Linked DNA regions of Gossypium hirsutum: region 2 is linked to region 1. The links are chromatin contacts, called in public Hi-C maps. All regions are on one chromosome and are shown on one strand. The core of a region is the stretch at or near the end of the contact, and the rest is flanking DNA. Distances in the headings are between cores, read along the strand shown. Region 1 holds the start of LOC107957311. Region 2 holds the start of LOC107898039 (3-oxoacyl-[acyl-carrier-protein] reductase 4).

Region 1 (3,066 bases), core at 221-2,720:
CATGATGGTTGAATTAATCATTATTCATTGGTTTAACTAAAAACATGAAAGAGATTGTATATTGTAGAATGTTAGGGATTACCTAAACCATTATCTAAATAACTAGAAATTAAATAACTTACTCTTATGCTGTGTATCCCTACTTCCCATATTTGATCATATTTACTCTTCCTTGATGAGCCTTTCGACAATATTAAAACCTTGAGCCGAAAATTTAATTAAAACTTGAACATTTCCATATCTTTAGTCTCTTATTGCATTATGAAATAGACACCAAAACATGAATATAGAGGGATTAGGTAGAGGTACCTCGGTTGTTTCAAAAGAATTGAGTGGAAGAAATAAGAAACGATACAATATAATGAGTATATGACTCTTACAAAATTATGCTTAAAATGAAAAATTAATTTAAAGAACAAAAGCATTGCGAGAGTTAAAAACAAAAGGAGATAATTAAAATATGAAACGGTATAAAATTAACTTTTACATTAAATATTAAATTTATCATTATCCCTAATTATATATCAAACATAATAGCAATGGTTAGTCTATATGTTTCTGCTTGTCTTTTTCTTCTCCTACGCGAACCTGGCTTTGGTCCCAACAAATATAAAATATAATGTCTTTTTTCGAATTATTTTTAAAAAATGAAACAAAACAATTTAAACTCAAAATTTTAATTAAACAAATTAATTTATTTCCAGTAATACACTTTAATCCGCCAAGTACCTACTTTAACTATATTATTCTCCTTTAAAACTTGCATTCTGTTCGGTTTCTTACCTTTAAAAAAACCTTGCATTTAATTATGGCGGGAAACTCCAACCCTCCTTCGTAATAATTTCAACAAAATTTTAATATTTTTTTTGAACGAAATTTCTTAATAAATTTGCTTATATTCAATGTGGTAATGTTTATTTATTTATTTGAGTATTTTTATCTACCTAATCTTCTTTTTGTTCATAAATTATCTTAATTCTTTTCAAAAAAAATTTATATTATTGAAAAGAAGTTAAAAAAAAAGCCAAATTATAATAAAAGGGCAGAAGCACCTAGGCTAGAGGGATTCAGTGTCAAATTATTATTTAATGTGCTTAGCAAAATGTCAGTCTGTTGAATTAAAAAAAATTATCATATTTATACATTTTAAACATATTAATATATTTTCTATCAAATACATTTTAAAATACAATTTGCACTGGATGTCTCTTTACTTGCTTTCATGAAAATAAGAGAGTACAAATTCCAAGTAATAAAGTCCGGTCCCACTTCCACTAATCTGACGCCTTGATTATCAGCAATAACTCACCACAAAGATCTTGATCATAATCACACGCTAATTGGCCAGAGATCTCAGTATATCTACGGCTGAAATCACATGATCATAAGCTAACCGTTATTAAATTTCAATAAAAACGACTTCGCTCAATAATTACCCTCCTCACCATATAATTAAAAAAAATTTTAAAAAAATTTCAACCATCAAGGGATAACCTCCGACACACTCCAAAAATTCGTCCTTCACTGCTTTTTTTTCTATCAACGATCTTAAGAAACAGCGAAATATATTTCTATTATTTTTTTAAAAATTTAGAGCTGATTGAGTGAAATTTTTGAAAATCTTTTTCCATTTCTTTTTATGGGTGATAATACTCAGTTACGATCAGATGAAGAGCAACCGCCTCCCGCGCAAATCCCTTTGCTCAGTTCAAACCTTCAAAACGACGCCGTTGGAGGCCTCCACCAGCGGCAGCAAGAGATCCGAACGAGTAACCGTCTCGATGATTCGTTGGAATATTTGGAGAGGTTTTTGACCTGCCTTGGTTTCAACCAGTCGTCTTTGCTGAGTTTTTCTTTATCTTGGGCGGCGTTCACGGTGGTCGGGGTTTTGGTCCCGGTTTTAGCGCTGGAACTTTCTGATTGCGACGGTTGTGAGATGTACCAGATTAAGAATTTCGAGGTCGGTATCGTGGCTTCTCAGGCTTGTTTGGCGGCCGTTTCTTTGTTTTGCATTTCGTTTAATCTCCGAAAGTACGGCATCCGTAGGTTTCTGTTCGTTGATCGATACGGTGGTCAAATGGTTCGCTTTACCGATCTCTATGTTAAGCAGATTGCGGTAAAGCTTCTCTCGTTTCTTCGAAAACTTGTGGTGTTAAAATCGATTAGTTAGTATTTATACCTTGCCTTATCATATGATTAACGCATTCAATGTTCTGATCTTTGGTTTATAATTTAATGTTAAATATTGGATTCATGTTGCTGGATTGGTCACTGTTACTAAAATAGAAAGATTAATCCTAGCCAATGATCACTGACTTCGACTTTTGCTTGTTTTATAGATTTGGAAATTACTAAGTATTTTAGTAATAACATTTCGGTTTAATTAGATCATTCAACAAAATAAGAAATCTGAATCCTATGTTCTTCGGATTTGGGTGAGTCTGTGTTCAGTTTTTCATATATTTGGTAGGTTCTTGCCTATCCGTATATATATGTCGAAATGTGTTGAATACAGTTATTTCAGTCAGAATGAACAGTTGAAGCAGCACAGTCTGAATTTTCTAGTAGTTTTAGCACCAGCCATATTGGTAATAATAATGAATCCTATGTTATTCAACAAAACAAGAAATTTGAATACTATGTTATTCGGATTTGGATGAGTTTGAGTTCAGTTTTTCATGTATTTGGTGGGTTCTTGGGGTCCTATCCCTATATATATGTCGAAATGTGTTGAATACAGGTATTTCCGTCAGAATGAACAGTTGAAGCAGCACAGTCTGAATTTTCTAGTAGTTTTAGCATCAGCCATATTGGTAATAATAATGAAACTACGATGCACTTGAAAAACTTTCCTTTGTATATCACTGTTTCTTGATCTGGGTTTACTTTTGTACAGGCTTCTATGCGCCTGCTGATATGGTGGTTGCTTCCATGCTTTATTTTGAAGACTGTGCGTGAGGTTATTCGAATTTTATATGTGCAACACGATTCACGGTGGATATCTGTTGCTATTTCAGTACCTTTGACTTTGTCCTGGACTTATGTTAGTACGATTAGCCTATCCGC
Region 2 (3,066 bases), core at 222-2,721, 410 kb after region 1:
TTTTACAAGGATTTCATGCAAATTTTCTATTTTAATAACTTAATCTTTAAACTTTAAAATTAACTAAAATCACTTTACAAAATAAATCCTATTTAACTATCAAGCTTATAAATCTATCATTAAACTTCAAAATCATTACAAATTCATTAATGGTATAATTCAAAACATTTAACATTTCTACGAATTAGTTCTCGGGTTAGCTAGATTAAGCTACAACGAACTCAAAAACATAAAAAGCACTAAAAATGAAAGAAAAACACATACCATGCACTTGGAATTTGGCTTGGCCGAACCTAAAGGAACTCAACAATGTTGTTTTCTTTTTTCTTTTTTTCCTTTTTAGAATCGGTGGTGGTGGTGAAATGAAGATGATAACATGTTTTATCATCTTTTGTTTTTAATTTATTTACTAATTTACCATTTTAACCTTTGTTAATTAATCAAATTTAATATAAAACTATCACCTAACCGTCCACTATAAAATAAATTGGTAGATTTACCATATAAAGCTCTAAATTCATGATTTTATAACTATTTAATATAATTAAACTTATAGCTATTAATTTTTGTAGCTTTTATGATTTAATCCTTTTTTATTAAGTTAACTATTTAAACGTTAAAATTTTCTAACCAAATTTTACTATGACACTCTAATAACTCTATGAATATTAAATAAATAATAAAATACGAACTCACTAGTCAGAATCATGGTCTCGAAACCATTATTTCAAACACCACTTAAAACAAGTTGTTACATCGAGAGCATCTTCTCTCACTATCAGCTTATCCGTAGTAGAATTGTGCATCCCTTGCATCACTTCCATATTGAGTAAATGCTCTTAAAATATCTCTATTACTTTAAAAGGTTACAACTAAGTGATTACAAGAAAGCAAAATCATACCAAGTATTTGAGTAAATGCTCTTAAAATATCTCTATTACTTTAAAAGGTTACAACTGAGTGATTACAAATGAAAGGGAAGACCTCTATTTATAGTTGAGCTCCTCTAAAATCCAACGGTATAAATTGAGTTACATCAACGATCAAGATTAGAGTCTATCTACAATTGAGATTTTTAAAGGATTTACACAATCCCTTGAGATTACAAAATTATATATTCTAAGACATCATATCTTTTAAATCAATTCTGGTGGATCAAATAAGTCATATTTAATTGATTGGACTCCTTGAAACACTCTTTACGTGACAAATACGCGTGTGTAAAATTCTAGTGGATATAGAAAAACTAAATGTTCTTATTTTTTCAATAAAAGAACACCTTAAGTTTTTTCTTCCCTAATTCCATCGGCTTGTTGCAGTTGAACTCCTTAAATCTAAATTTCCATGGATTAATGATCCGATTTACAATAAGGTGCCCAAAAGACTGTTTTACTGCATTGCCACCTAGAGGATATTACCGCTTTACCATCGGCCATTTAGAGGCAGTGGTTTTCATTGTAAATATCGGCTAAACCAAGACCCATTCGATTCAACCAATCTTTGGGATTAAATAACAACAGTCCTCACCCACTTCGTTAGCTTCGCCCACTCTTTAACACTCTCCGGACTTCCCAAAGCAAAGCTAAAACAAAATTCAAACGCCATTTAAACCTTTTTTTTGTTCCCCTTTCGGCTTTATATAAAGGCTTCATTTTCTGGCTTCCCTCTTCGCTTCCCGTTCTTATTCTATCCTCGCTGTTCGCAGATTCCTCAGAGCTCCGATTACGATGGCTGCTGTTACCGGATCCAATGTCGTCGCTCTAAAACCCGCCGCGAGGTTTGCTGATCCTACTGACCGAAAATTTGTTCAGATTCGGCAATGGTCTCCGATTTCCGGCGGATTCGGATCGGTTCAGGCGTGGCCCTCTATCGGTCTCCAGTGCCAATCGAAACGATCGTTTGCCTCCTCCGGTATTTGTTTTTTTTTCGTTGGCTTTTAAGCACTCTCCTTTTTCATCTTTATGGAATATTTTATGCTAATTTCGCAGAAAGCTCAGCATGTTTGCTTTTCTTTTTTTGGAAACATTGTTTGCTAATTAAGGATACTGAACTGTAGTCAAGTTTATCTTTGGAGCTTGTGGACTTTTGTTGTTTAACTACTTTAATAACTGATAATAAGCTGCATTTGTTAGTAATCCGACAGATAATTGATTATTTATGAGAGATACATTTCTATTTAATTTAGTTTAAGGATACCGAATCATCGTCAAATTTATTATTGGAGCTTGTGGAATTTTGTTGTTTTAACTGATAATAATAATTTGAGAGATCATTGATCATTTACGAGAGATGTATTTTCTATTAATTTTGGATTTTGAGTATTTTTAGTTTTTGGTTTGTTTTCCAGGTGTAAAAGCTCAGGTTGCCACTGTTGAACAAGCCAGTATTGAAGCAGCTCAAAACGTAGAAGCTCCCGTAGCCATAGTTACTGGAGCTTCTAGAGGCATCGGTAAAGCAGTTGCATTGGCTTTAGGTAAAGCAGGTTGCAAGGTTAGTGATTGTCCTTTTTCAGGATCTTACTGCCCTTATCACCTTAAATTTTATTGTAAAGCCATAGGAAGAATGTAACTTGCAGACTGAAACTACAACTGGGAGATATCTTCGTCATATAATGTTTAAAATTTATAAATAATATTAATAATAATTAAACCTCGATTTGTATCAGGTTTGCATGTAGTTTTGTATCTCTTGAAAATGGAACTGGTTATCATCTCATCAATTATTCAGAGTATACTGCTTATGATTACCATAATCTAAAGTTAAGTTATATTTTAAATCTTTTTCAAACTCTAAATGGTGGTCCATTATACACTATATAGTGTCCTGAAGCCTTTCATGCTTCTTTGCTGAGAATAATTGCATATCAAGTGTCCTTCAAGTAATTTAAGAACAATTGTTTAAACTAAATAAATAATTTATTTCTATTTACTATTATTTGTTTCGAATATGGTGGTTGTTGATGGTCTATTGCAGGTCCTAGTGAATTATGCCAGATCATCAAAGGAGGCTGAAGAAGTTTCAAAAGAGGTGAACAATATACCTTGCAAGAAACTTATATAACACTTG

What was found. Hi-C and Micro-C count contacts between places; a contact is called where the count stands out from the background.
Region 2: a contact with region 1 is called in a Hi-C map of leaf, with 1.5 times the contacts expected there. The contact joins the promoter of LOC107898039 here to the promoter of LOC107957311 in region 1. A contact is called at or near these places in 2 of 34 Hi-C or Micro-C datasets (both in leaf).

Annotation. Positions count from the first base shown.
Region 1 is chrA05:49,340,590-49,343,655 of Gossypium_hirsutum_v2.1, forward strand. LOC107957311 reads left to right here and starts at 1,471. Exons shown (of 6, transcript XR_001700405.2): 1 at 1,471-2,116; 2 at 2,897-3,066.
Region 2 is chrA05:49,755,439-49,758,504 of Gossypium_hirsutum_v2.1, forward strand. It overlaps LOC107898039 (3-oxoacyl-[acyl-carrier-protein] reductase 4), which reads left to right and starts at 1,472. Exons shown (of 11, transcript XM_016823598.2): 1 at 1,472-1,911; 2 at 2,348-2,490; 3 at 2,974-3,027. The coding sequence starts at 1,728.